2 separate regions of the Mus musculus genome follow, and region 1 is linked to region 2. A link is a contact called in public promoter capture Hi-C data. All regions are on one chromosome and are shown on one strand. Each heading gives the region's core, a stretch centred on a gene start, on an enhancer-like site or on the middle of the called end of the contact. The rest is flanking DNA. Distances are from core to core; before and after follow the strand shown. Region 1 holds the start of Snapin (SNAP-associated protein). Region 2 holds the start of Ntrk1 (neurotrophic tyrosine kinase, receptor, type 1).

Region 1 (6,672 bases), core at 1,864-4,363, 2.7 Mb after region 2:
GTCATTGAGTATCTGGGAATTTTTTTTTTTTTTTCTAAGAAAAATGATTAAAGTACTTCCTACTAGGGCTTTTGGTTTTATTTTTCTTCAATATGTAGCAACTACATTTGGCTTCTATAACCTCAGTAGAATTCAAGTTGAGTCTTTTATTATAAACATTGAGATTGCTGTTTTAAATTATATAAATTGAAAGTAATAGATTCCTAGGATACCATTGTGATGGCTAATTTCTTCAGCTTGGCCTAAAATAACCTGAAATTTCTGCAAAGGATTAACCCTAAATGTGGGGTGAAAGCATCTTATGAGCTCAGTGCATGGACAGAATAAAGGGATAAATGGCAGAGTCCAGCATTCCCTTCTCTTGGAAGCTTGATCACCTCACATTCTCATGTCTCAAAATAGGCCCCAAAATATGCATCAGTGTGACCATGTCCTGAACCCTTTGAAACCATAATAAAATAAATTTTTTTGTTAAAATAACCAGTACAAGCATTTATTTAATAATGTTGAGCAATACTTAATATTAACATAGTCAAGCCAGGGTGGCCAAGAGGATAAATTATTTACCTTGACTTTACCTAAGTCCTCAGTTGTAAACAAAGTGGAGTTACAGGTAAAGGAAACTGCCCAGCCCCAGTAATAGGAGTAACAGGATGGTTAACACTGGCTGGCTAAGCCTGGAAAGGATGGCGCTTAAATATGTAACTTTTAAATTTTATTTTATGAGGATGGTTGTTTTGCCTGCATATATATCTGCATCATATGTGTGTGTGTGCTGGGCCAAAAGGCCAGACAAGGGCATTGGGTTCCCCTGGAGCTGGAGTTAGAGGCTGCTGTGAGTCACCATGTGGGCGCTAAGCACTGGACGCCATCTGGAAGAATCACCAGTGTTCTTAACCATTGAGCCATCCCTCTAGCCCTTAAAATATGTAGTCTAAACAAAAAAAAAAATCGCAAAAGCTTAGGACTCTTAGCTGTCAAGGCTCTGCCTTGACCTTGGATCCTCGCTATCTGGCATGCTCTCCTTGGGTAGCAATGAAGGCAACAGTTGCGAAACTTGTTAATAGGAGTTAACCTAAACATTATAGAGTGTAAGATGATCCTGGAAAGGTTATTACCTTCTGAGAGGAACTGTGGTGAAGCAGAGGGGGAGAAATAGGAGTATACTTTCTCACTAAATCTGGTGTTTTCTCAATTTTCTACCACACGATGCCTAATTTACTTAGTATTCTTTGGGGGAAATATATAGAGGCTTGAGCCCGGCACTCTGACACATGCCTATTATAATCCCAGCATTCAGGAGGCTAAGGCAAGAGGACATGTTTGAGGCCAGCCGGGACTACATACTGAGATCTTGTCTCAAGATTAACAAAACCCAAAAGGTAGAGGCTCTTTCTTGGATGGACAAGCTGTGATGGAGGTTCTTTAGGAAATAGTCCTGCCGTACGCATGTTTCTTGAGGCGGCTACATGAATGAGTACATAGTGCAAAAAAAATCAAAGGTCTACAGAGACTTTCCTGGAATCTTCTCGTGTCTACCAGACAAAGCCGTTGGAGAATTGTACTTGTATACTCAGGTCACGGGCCCGTGCTTATTTGCTTGGAGAACCAGGAGGGTAAACTCCTGAATCCAGCATAGCTCTCCTGCGAGCTGTTTCCTTGGCCACGCTGTGGTTTAACCGCCTTAGTCGTTCCTGTAAGACAGGAAGATGGGGAATCTAATGACTGCTGTAAAAGGTTTTAACTGAGTCCCCTCTGCCCCTGTCCCCAGACTGTTTTTTCTCTGTGTAGCCCTGGAACTTGCTCTGTAGACCAGGATGGCCTCAAACTCAGAAATTTGCCTGCTTATATGTCCAGCTGGCTTTGGCTCTTTTCAAGCCAGCCCTTTACGTTAAAATGGACTTGTAAATGACAGCCACTAGAAGTTAAGAATTAGAAGTTAAGAATTGGCACTTGTCTAGTTTGAGGCCTAGTAATGGGGTGAGGGGAATATGGGCCTTTATTATCAGATTAGTTAACACCACTCTTTTCCCCCATAGTTGCTTCACAGTGTTGAAGACATAAAGCAGGATAAACAAGAAGAAATTTTTTTGAAAGAGGGTCATGCTATGTAGCCCTAGCTGATTTGATAGTCCAGGCTCTGCTCAAAGTTCAAGCCATCCTTCTTGCCTTAGCCTACCAAATGCTGAAACTACAGCATGTACCACCATGCACTGCTGGGATTATTATTATTATTACTATTTTATTATTTTACCTGTGCATTCTGTAAAATATTGTTGACCAAGACAACTCGTCGCCTGGCATTAAGCAGCTTCTTAACATAGGGGTCCAGATCCAGGGCCACTTTCTGATCCTCATTGATCCGGCACAGTTCTGGGAAGAGGAAATGGGCAACCAACATCTAATGGCTCATTTTTTGTTCTTAGGGAATGGAAGAGAGGAATGGGATGAAAAATACTCTTGCAGTCTTGTGTGGGCCACAGACACCTTCCCTTCTTCCATTCTGTCCTAAAATATCCCCAGAAATTGGAGTCCTTGGGTAGTTCTGATATTGAGAAGCAAGTGACAGAAACTTAGCCTAAAACCTGGGGAAACAAAGTTCCCGAAAGTGAGATCAGGGATTCTAGGTATCCTGGCTGCTCACTCACCTGTAGCTAGGTTGTCAATTTGTTCCCGGAGCTCTACTTGGCTTTCTCTGCAAAGTGGTACAAAAGTCTACAACGGTCAGTGACTGGGACGCGGGAAACGAATTCTACTTATTCCCCAAATACTGAGACAAGCCAACCTCAACTTCAAGGCCTCACCCAGGCCCTTCCGCCTATTTACCCAGTCTCAACATCAGTGTCTCAAGAATGTATCTAGTATTTCTTCGGGGCCCCGCCCCTACAAAGCCAGTTCCCTAGGCCCCGCCCCCAGCAACCCGGTCCTGCACCTGACCGCGTGCACGTGAGAGTCGAGCTGCTGCACCGCGGGTCGCAGGAACTCCAGGAGCCCCTCGGCAAAGAGGTCGCGGCCTGTGGGCCCCGCCACTGGGGTCCCGGCCCCTGACACAGCAGCGGAACCAGCCGCGGCCATCGCGAACTGCCCTGACGCCCTCAGCCTGCCGCGAGGGTCGCCGGGAACTCCAGACCGCCGCTGTGCACCGCGAGAGGGCGCTTAGATATACAGCCCAGACGGCAGTGGGATAGCTGGGAAATGGAGTCCTCAGTGAGCCCCGGCAAGCGGGCCGGGACCAGAGCCTCTTCTTCCATGGGCCTGTAGGGGGCGGATCTAGACTTCTGGAGATAGATTGCCCTGTAACTATGTAAACCAGGCTGATCTTTTCTTTCTTTCTTTCTTTCTTTCTTTCTTTCTTTCTTTCTTTCTTTCTTTCTTTCTTTCTTTCTTTCTTTCTTTCTTTCTTTCTTTCTTTTCTTTCTTCCTTCCTTCCTTCCTTCCTTCCTTTCTTTCTTTCCTTTCTCTCTCTCTTTCCTCCTCCTCCTCCTCTTCTACTTCTTCTTCCTCTTCTTCCTCTTCCTTCTTTCCTTTTTAAAAAAGATTTATCATATGTAAGTACATTGTAGCTGTCTTCAGACTCGCCAGAAGAGGGCATCAGATCTCATTACAGCTGGTTGTGAGCCACCATGTGGTTGTTGGGATTTGAAGGTTGCTGTGTTTTGAACTCAGGAGCAGTTAGTACTCCTAACCGCTGAGCCATCTAAGTGCTATTGTCCATAGCCTTCTCCATGGGAATTGATGAGAAAGCCATGTAATATTCATGTTAAGGGTTCTTTCTTTTCTCTCTCTTCCTCTCTCCCACTCCCTCTTTTTTTTTTTTTTTTTTTTTTTTTGCCCTCTCCCCATCTATCTCCCTCTCCCTCTTTCTTGCAGACAGGATTTCTTTGTGTGGCCCTGGCTGTCCTGGAACTCACTCTGGCTGCCCTTGAACTCCAGTGCTGGGATTAAAGGTGTATCCCACCACTGCCCTCGAGTTTTATTTCTAAAGATTTGCTATTTTTGTTAGAGAAAGTCCTGCCGTGTTACCAAGGCTAGCCTTGAGCTCACAAGCTCTGTTTTTTTTTTTCCATTTTTTATTAGGTATTTAGCTCATTTACATTTCCAATGCTATACCAAAAGTCCCCCATAGCCACCCACCCCCACTCCCCTACCCACCCACTCCCCCTTTTTGGCCCTGGCGTTCCCCTGTACTGGGGCATATAAAGTTTGTTTGTCCAATGGGCCTCTCTTTCCAGTGATGGCCGACTAGGCCATCTTTTGATACATATGCAGCTAGAGTCAAGAGCTCCGGGGTACTGGTTAGTTCATAATGTTGTTCCACCTATAGGGTTGCAGATCCCTTTAGCTCCTTGGCTACTTTCTCTAGCTCCTCCATTGGGAGCCCTGTGATCTATCCATTAGCTGACTGTGAGCATCCACTTCTGTGTTTGCTAGGCCCCGGCATAGTCTCACAAGAGACAGCTACATCTGGGTCCTTTCGATAAAATCTTGCTAGTGTATGCAATGGTGTCAGCGTTTGGATGCTGATTATGGGGTGGATCCCTGGATATGGCAGTCTCTACATGGTCCAACCTTTCATCTCAGCTCCAAACTTTGTCTCTGTAACTCCTTCCATGGGTGTTTTGTTCCCAATTCTAAGGAGGGGCATAGTGTACAAGCTCTGTTTTAAGTCTTTCAAGTGCTGGAGTTACAGGTCTGTGCCACCATGACAGGATTTAAAGTTAAGGGTTTTTTGTTTTGCTGAAATTTTTGAGGGGGGCTTGAAACCAGGGCCTTGTGATTGCTAGACAAATGTTCTGCTGAGCTATAGTCCTACTGTACCTTCCCTCTACCCCCACCTCACTTTTTGAGATAAGGTTTCACTAAATTGCCAGATTGGACTTGAATTTGCTTTGTAGTACACACAGGCCTTGACTATGTATGTGATCCTCCTGCCTCAGGTTCAGGCTTATACCAGCTTTAGCTTCTAAAGTTGTTTTTGATTTGTTTTTCAGTTTTATTTTGTGTGTGTTCATGTGTGTGTGGAAACCTTTGCCATGGCATATGGGTAGAGGTCAGAGAACAATTTGTGAGAGGTCAATTCTCTCCTTCCATCATGTGGGTCCCCAGCATTGAACCTTCAGGTTTGGCAGTAGGCCCCTTAACTTTCAGAGCCATTTTGCTGGCTCTACCTTTTTGCTTTGTTTTGTTTTTTGGTGTGTATATGCAGGTGTGAGGAAAGGTATGTACATATTAGGTTCCTAGGGAGATCAGAGGAGTTGGTTACAGGCAGTTGTAAGCTGCTGACAAGGGTACATGGAACCAAACCAGGTCTCTGAAAAAGCATCATGTCCTAAGCCATTGCTTCAGCTCTCTGACAGATTGCTGTAAAAATCACTACTTGAAAACTAGGTGCAGGTGTGTGTGTGCCTGCGTGTGAGAGTGCTCAGAGACAAAAAATCCCCTGGGGCTTTGAAGACAGGAGTGTTGGATTCCCTAGAGCTGGAGTTAACAGGAGCTTCCTGATATGGGAACCCATCTGGAGACCTCTGCAAGAGCAGTAAGTACTCTTAAATCACTGAACCATCTCTTTAGCTTTTTCTCACCCAAGAATATTCTTAATGGCATCAAATATGCACAAAATTGTATATGCCTTAAAGATAAATGGATTTAAGAGTGAAACCCAGATATAGACTAGGACAGGGATGGCTAGGGTACTGGTTAGTTCATAATGTTGTTCCACCTATAGGGTTGCAGATCCCTTTAGCTCCTTGGGTACTTTCTCTAGCTCCTCCATTGGGGGCCCTGTGTTCCATCCAATAGCCGACTGTGAGCATCCACTTATGTGTTTGCCAGGCACTGGCATAGCCTCACAAGAGACAGCTATATAAGGGTCCTTTCAGCAAAATCTTGCTGGCGTATGCAATGGTGTCAGTGTTTAGAGGCTGATTATGGGATGGAAGGATGTTTTTGCTACACAAAATAACCCAGCCTCCAAAGAACAAATATATGGTTTCATTTATATGAATGGTCAAATTCATGGAGATAAAAATGCAGGACAGGGCTGAAGTTGTGGCTGTGTGAGGACACTTGCACAGCATGCCTGAGGCTCCAGGTTACCTGATTCTCAGCACTGGCAAACACCAAAAGCAGGACTGGATTGGGAGGAGTGGAGAATACAATTGCATAGTGGGTAAGAGTCCCGGCCTGGGAAGGTACATGATCATGCATTTGCTGCTACTGAACTGTATACCTAGATACAAGAGGTAAACTGTCTTATGCACTTTTATTATATCCTGTTTTTGAGGCAGGGTCTGTGAAGCCTGGGCTGGCCTGGAACTCAAGAGAGATGAAGCACACAGAGGGAAAGCAGATATTCAGAGCTGCCACAGCCACTGGAGATTCAAAGTCCTATTGTATCACCAGTCCGAGGTCCAGATATTGTTGAAAAGGGCATTGATCAAGTTCACTGAATAGCAGAGAAATCGCTGTGCTCCTGTTTGTTGACTGTGCTAGAGGTCTTGCTAAAGCAGTTTATGGCAGGTGGCCCACTCAGTATGCTGCTATAAAACAGCTTGGACACTGGATGACACTGCCAGTTCTGCATCCCGGAATCTTAAACATGGAGAAGCCACCAGAGCCAGAAAGCAGCACTGTCTCCTGAAAGTTTCTCCAGCCTTTTCTGTCAGATGGCAA
Region 2 (6,333 bases), core at 826-3,325:
CCCTACTCTCTCCTCTCCAGCACTTTGCCAAACCAAGCAAGAAGCATAGAGCCATTGGGCGCTCCCCGAGCCCCTCCTTAATCGTGAGGGACCCAGGAAGGGAGAGAGGATCCTGGAGTGGATGGACTCACAGATAAGGAGATGGAGACCCCAAGACAGAGATAAGGGCTGAGAACCAGGGAGGCAAAAGACAGACAGACAGACAGACAGACTTGTTTGGGAACTTTCCCTTGGCTTAAAAAAAAAAAAAAAGGAGTAAGGGAACCAGTCAGTCCAAGGGACCCTGTGCTTCCCTGATCCCAGCCTTGTTCCCCATAGGATGGCTATGTGTCTGTCCTCCCCCTGGAGTTCTAAGGAATTGTTGCTAGCCACGTTGAGGGAGTCCAGATCCCTGTTCTGCCCCCAAGGGTTTCAAGCTATAGAGACCCAGGGAGTTGCTAAGAAGATCTATGTAGCCGGGTATGTGTGAGCTGTCAGGCAGTGTGTGTGCTTCATGCCGCCTCATTTGTTCAGATTCATAATCAATCTGTCTATTTGAGTCCATTAGCTCCCTGTTAGCTATGCGGGTGAGGGAGGAGGGAGAGGATTGTGCAGGAGGAGTTGGGAGGATCAGGCCCCACCCAGGGGGGTGAACATTTCAGCTCACCACCCTGCCAGCCTCTTCCTCAATAATCTAGGCTTGCCCACTACCCCTGTCCCTGGGCTGGACTCCCTTGGAGTCTTGAAAGGCTCTGAAGAACGAGAACATTGATGGAAACAATCAGGAGGCTGGACTCTGGTTTGAATGGACAGGCCGGGGAGTAACCATCTAGACTTCAAACCCCATCCCATCCTGCAGGAGCCTAGACCCAGACCAAGACAAGGCCATCTCCTCTCTTCTTGGTCTCCCTAGGGCCATTAGAAAGAGATTGAGTACCTCCGTTAATTACCACAAGATGCCCGAGTAACTCGGTGCCAATCACTGCAGGCTGCTAGCTCCACCAGCGTGCAGAATACTCAAGTATTTTCCAGCCATCACTGTGTGATGCGGAGTTCCTTCAGGTCAATTATACTCTCAAAGGTCTCACTAGCTGCTACAAAGTACTTGAGTATTTTGTAACCGATTATTGCACATTGTCTAAGTACTGCAGAGCTGAAGGTTCCTCCCAGCTCTGGACCTGGAAAATGGGAAAATCACTCAGCAACAGCCCTGACTCCCTGATACAAGAAGGGAGACAAAGGTGAAAGGAGAGATGGGTGAGCAGAGAGAGAAGCAAAGGGGTTTCGTTCCCTGCTTCCCGCATCCAAATCAAGGAGACTTGTGGTCAGTGGAAAGGAAAAAAGAGCTCAGACACCAAGCTGGTTCCTCACCATCTCCCACCAACTCCAGCTCAATCACAAATCCAGAGAAGAGCTGGATTCCCTGCATGACAAGGAAGAGGTTGGGGGCTGGCTTCCCCCTAAGTAAAAGAAGATAGCAAAGGTGCCACACTGCCAAATTCTGCACAGCTAACCACTCCTCCATGGGCTTAGGAACTTGGGCTCTTGATTGAACCCCACAAAAAGGTTCTTATCCTAGATCGCTGGACCAATGCCTAATCCACCTAGTTTCGGTCTTGCTCTACCCCAAACCAGCACCACAGTTAGCTACCCTTAATCCTGAGCGACATCCAGACAGTGACTGCGCGGCTCTGCCAGGGTGGTGGCAGCGGGAGAAGCCGCCGCAGCACAGCCAAAGGCTACACGTGCCAGTCTCCTACAGCAGCCAAGCCTGACCCCTCAAGCCAGAGGTGAATGAGTGCGCGCCCTCGGGGAAGGGCTGTGCCCTCCTGACCCCGCACCCCTCCCCCGAACGACACACACTCACAGCTCCGTCAGGTTCCCGGCGCCCCGCAGGCCGCGGAGGGTATCCAGGGACCCTGCCCTGGTGCAGCGCAGCCCCGAGGGGCCCACGGGACAGCAGACCTCGCGACAGGATGCGGCGGAGGCACAGGCCAGCATCAACGAAGTCATCAGACTGCCTAGCCCCGCGGCCGGGCGATGCCAGCCCAGCTGCCCGAGCCGCTGGCCTCGCAGCATCGCGGCGGCGCCCGCCTTGCTCGGGCCGCGCAGCCGTCCGTGCGCTCCTAGCTGCCGCCGCCCGGCCTCGCGCGACACGTGCGCGGGGCGGTGTTAAAGACTAGCCACCAGGAGAGGGCGGCACCCACGGCCCCGCCCCGCCCCGCCTGCCAATGCCCCCAGTGCCCCCTCCCCTTTTGAGGCCCTAATGCCAGCTCGCCTTCCTAATGTCCCTCGCGGCTGCAGGAGACCTGGGGCGGGGGGCTGCCATAGATTGCCTCACAAGTGTCTTCTGAGGCTGGGGGAGCTAGGAAGCTGATACCTTATTTCTCACAGTAAAACAGCTGCATTTTCAGATTTGCGGGGAAGTGGAGAAATTGAGCAAGGGAAGGGTTGAAGTCCAGGTCATCCCAGCCAGCCTCACGGTGCACTTTACTTAAGAGGGTGTGCATGTCACTTGGAATAAGTTAGGTGAACGCTCTCCAGACCCTAGTAAGGAAAGGGAGAGGGCCTCAGCATGGCTGGATGCAGAACCTGGGGAGAAAAATAGTGGGAGAGAAGAGTCCTTAGAACACAATTGGAGGAAGATTGGAAAGTGGAGACCTCTCGGTCCTCAAAAGACCACAGGGTGGCGCTAGAAGCCCTCGCGCCCGGCGTTTGCGCTCGGCCTGGGGCTTCGAGGGCGGAGAAGAGCAGTTCTGAGCCTTTCTAAGCTGTGCCTCTGGTCTTAGGGTCAGTTCCCAATCCTAACCATCCATCTGGGGCCCCAGAGCCGAGCCATGGCCAGGCAGACCAAGCTTGGCATCGATCGCCGTCCTGACAAGAGCATCGATTTCTGTGCGGAGAAATTAATAGATCTCTTAGTTCTTCGGACGTGGGAGCTGGGAACCATCGGCTCACGGTATTTGTGAACCTGGGAAGTCTCAGGCCCAGCATCCAGGCCACTAAATGGCAAGTCTTGCGCAATGGCCTTCTTGACTGCACGTATAAGTGTCGCGTTTAAGAGATCATCCCATCATGAATTGTCCTCCAAGTGGCCCCGAATAAGTACATATATAGAGACCCACTAAGCATCCTGAGTTCTTAAAAGTAACCAAATGGAGCCAGGCAGTGGTGGCACACGCCTTTAATCCCAGCACATGGGAGGCAGAGGCAGGCAGATTTCTGAGTTCGAGGCCAGCCTGGTCTACTTCCAGGACAGCCAGGGCTACACAAAGGAACCCTGTCTCGAAAAACCAAAAAAAAAAAAAGTAACCAAATGAAGGAGGAATCTCACAGAGAGAAGAACGACTCGTCTCCTAGGGATTTGAGCCAAAACCAAGGGATTTGACGGGGACATACCCCGCGCCAAGGAAGTATGTTCAAAGTAGCCTCGGGAGGCTGGGAAGGGCTGTGAGAGGCGAAGTGGTGAGGTCGAAGTGGTGAGGTCTTCAGGTTTCACCAGTGGAGTCCGACCTGTCCAGGCTGCGGGAAGTTACCCCGCAGATGTCAAAACACCTGTTGGACTCCAGAACTCCCCTGCAAATCAAGCCAGGGAGCCCAGCCGCTCCCTCCAGATCTGCAGCGAGCGGGTTGGGGGGGTGGGGATGGGGGAGAGAGGGAAACTGAGACAGAGAGAGGGGTTCCAGAGCTCAGTTCTTGGCCCCCAACCTTATTTCCCCAACACATCTGTCCCCCACCTCCCTCAGTTGACAGGCTAAATATTTTCCCTTGACTTGGTGGGAGGGGCGGAGAGAACAGAGAAGTCGGCGGGCGGCGGCGTAAACCAATCCGTTTCTGGAAAGGGCGGGAGCTGGGCGAGGTCCCTGCCTTTCTGCCCCACCAGCCGCGGCCGGTCGACCGAGAGTGGAAGTCTGCATGTCCAGGAGGTCCGCGGAGTGTCTCGGGGTGGAGTGCTGCGGGTGTCTCGGGACCCCGCTGCCGCCCCTTGGGGCACTCCCGGGGCTCACCGGGGGCTTCCACTCTGCCTCCCCTCAGGACTGCCTGGACTGTCTGGATCTTTGTGTTCTGAATCATCCTCCCTCTGGATGCCTCTCTGAGGCTCCTCCACTCCTATCTGCATCTCTGTCCCAGTATCTGTCTCTGGACCACACTGAGGCTGTCTCTAGCTGCTTGTCACAGGCTTTGTTTCCTCTGTTCCGAAATTCTTTTCTATCTCCCGCGGTCTCTATTTGAGATCTCTAATCCCTTTGCCTTTGTGTGTCGTCGTCGTCCCCACCCCTGCCACTTCACACTGGAACCTGGGTCTGCATCCTCCTTTCTCCCTGGAGGATACCTGGAAGACAACCAGGGCTGAGGTCATGGCAGTGCCTGCTCTGTGGCCCTGGGGAGTACACTTGCTTATGAGCCTGCTGTCCTTGGGATCTGGCCTGGACACACTAGAGGGTGAGTCCCCAGCAACGTCCGTCTAACCCCCATCTCCCTCCAGAACACCTATACTTAACTTAGTCTTTGGTTGGTTGGTTTTGGTGTCTCCAGACAGGGTTTCTCTGTGTTACCCTGGCTGTCCTAAAACTCTATCTGTAGACCAAGCCGGCCTTGAACATAGAGATCCACCTGCCTCCACCTCTCAAGAGCTGGGGTTGAAGGTGTGCAGCACAACTGATTCCTAGTTAGTCTTTATTGGGACGGGAAGACGAGGATCAGCTCTCAGAAGGACTTTTTGCCAGCTAGAACTGTTATATGAAGAGTTTTCTCTCTCAGCTCCCCTAAGAGGTTAAGGAGTTAGAAATGGAACGAACAGATGTTCTTCAACTCACGGCTGTTAGTGAAACCGCGATCCCAGTAAAGTCTGAGTTTAAACCAAAATGAGACTGAGAATTGGAGGTTGCTTCTAGGGCCACTGACTGATAAGAGGCAGGCTGGGATCGAAGCTGAAAACCAGGCACCATTAAGCAATTTGACTTACTGTGTGGATTGTAGGCTCAGAGACAGGAGAGGCAGACCCAGGGCAAGTCCTGAGCTCTGGCACCCCAGGCTTTCATCTGTGTTGGTGGGGACCCTGGGGTCCCACTGTGGGCAGGAGGGCTGTCTGAGAGAGGACTGCCTCTCCTCCGTAACTCAGTGATATACCTCAGATTCACACTTCTCACCAAAGGCACCTAGGGAGTGGGAGTGGGACTAATGCAGACCAAATAGCCCCTCATGGGTTGCCAGGGGCTATGTGGGACAAAGAAGAAGCAACAGAAGAGGAAACAGTAAGTGTATAACGCCATCATTTAATCTGCCTTTGTCCTCCATACAGAGTTTGGGAACTCAACACTCTGGGAACGGGAAGGGTCTTAAAACATTCTTCTAAGTGGGGGCTTCCAGGACCAAGCCAGGGCTCCCTTTCCTGTAAGGATAATACAGATGGACTGGGGTAAGGTGTCTCATGAAAGAGGCCAGAAGATTTGCAATGCATGGTGATCTACCTGAACGCCCTACCCCTGTTCCTTCTGTGCCAGGACACTGCACAGCAGATGCTAGGCAGGAGCACAGTTGTCAAAATAAAGCAAGCATGCCCTGGGAGTTAGTGTTTGGTCAAGGAGCCCAGCTGTTGTTTCCCAGCGAAGCTCTCCCTGGAGCTTGGCCTGAGGACAGGCAGGGGTTAATCTGCAAAGGTCTTAGATTTGTTTTTCCAATGTCTCACATTAGGGGAGCTCTGGAGAGGCTAAGGCATGATGGGAAGTGGGCGCCTGAGGGAACCCCCCCACCTGCCTCAAAGAGCCTAATTGGCTTTCATGGAGGGAACAGAAGTGTTTTTCCTTCTCTTCTTTTTCTGTGTATGTACCTGCCTAGTCTAGTGTGTGCGCAAGCATGTGGACACGCACGTGTGCAACAGCCGACAGTCGAGCATGGACCACAGAGAGAATGTATAGGAAGACAGGTCTTCCTGTCCTCCATCCCATCCAAATCAGCCTTGTCAAGTGCTAAGGCAGGAGGGACTGGGCTAGCCTGTATGGAAGAATGCGGGGTATGGTACCAATGTGTGTGTGTGTGTGTGTGTGTGTGTGTGTGAGAGAGAGAGAGAGAGGGGGGGGGGTGAGGAGAGAGGAAGTAGACCAGAAAATTACACCAAAGCTTTTAGACTTGCATCGTACAGGAAGACCCTGCAAGCTCTCCTTAGGAGGAAGTGAGGAAGCATCCAGCCCCTATAGGGAAAAAAGCCTTAACAAAAAGACAAATGGACTGAGTCCCAAAGGAAACAGTAGAGTCAGGATCCAGATGTTCATGTCCCATAGTGTCCCAAGTGCCCAGAGGTTCCAATCCTGAACTGGATAGCACGGGGGGGGGGGGGATGCAAAATTGACTTAG

Evidence for each region. Promoter capture Hi-C pulls out the DNA fragments that hold promoters and counts their contacts.
Region 1: a promoter capture Hi-C map of liver shows a contact between it and region 2, with 2.3 times the contacts expected there. The contact joins the promoter of Snapin here to the promoter of Ntrk1 in region 2. A contact is called at or near these places in 2 of 39 promoter capture datasets (liver and pre-B cells).

Annotation. Positions count from the first base shown.
Region 1 is chr3:90,487,900-90,494,571 of GRCm38.p6, forward strand. Snapin (SNAP-associated protein) reads right to left here and starts at 3,114. Exons shown (of 4, transcript NM_133854.3): 1 at 2,933-3,114; 2 at 2,649-2,695; 3 at 2,255-2,373; 4 at 127-1,694. The coding sequence starts at 3,075. The coding sequence ends at 1,593. Ilf2 (interleukin enhancer binding factor 2) reads left to right here. Exons shown (of 14, transcript NM_026374.3): 14 at 1-480.
Region 2 is chr3:87,793,087-87,799,419 of GRCm38.p6, forward strand. It overlaps Ntrk1 (neurotrophic tyrosine kinase, receptor, type 1), which reads right to left and starts at 2,076. Exons shown (of 17, transcript NM_001033124.1): 1 at 1,847-2,076. The coding sequence starts at 2,058. It overlaps Insrr (insulin receptor-related receptor), which reads left to right and starts at 3,865. Exons shown (of 22, transcript NM_011832.2): 1 at 3,865-4,422. The coding sequence starts at 4,338.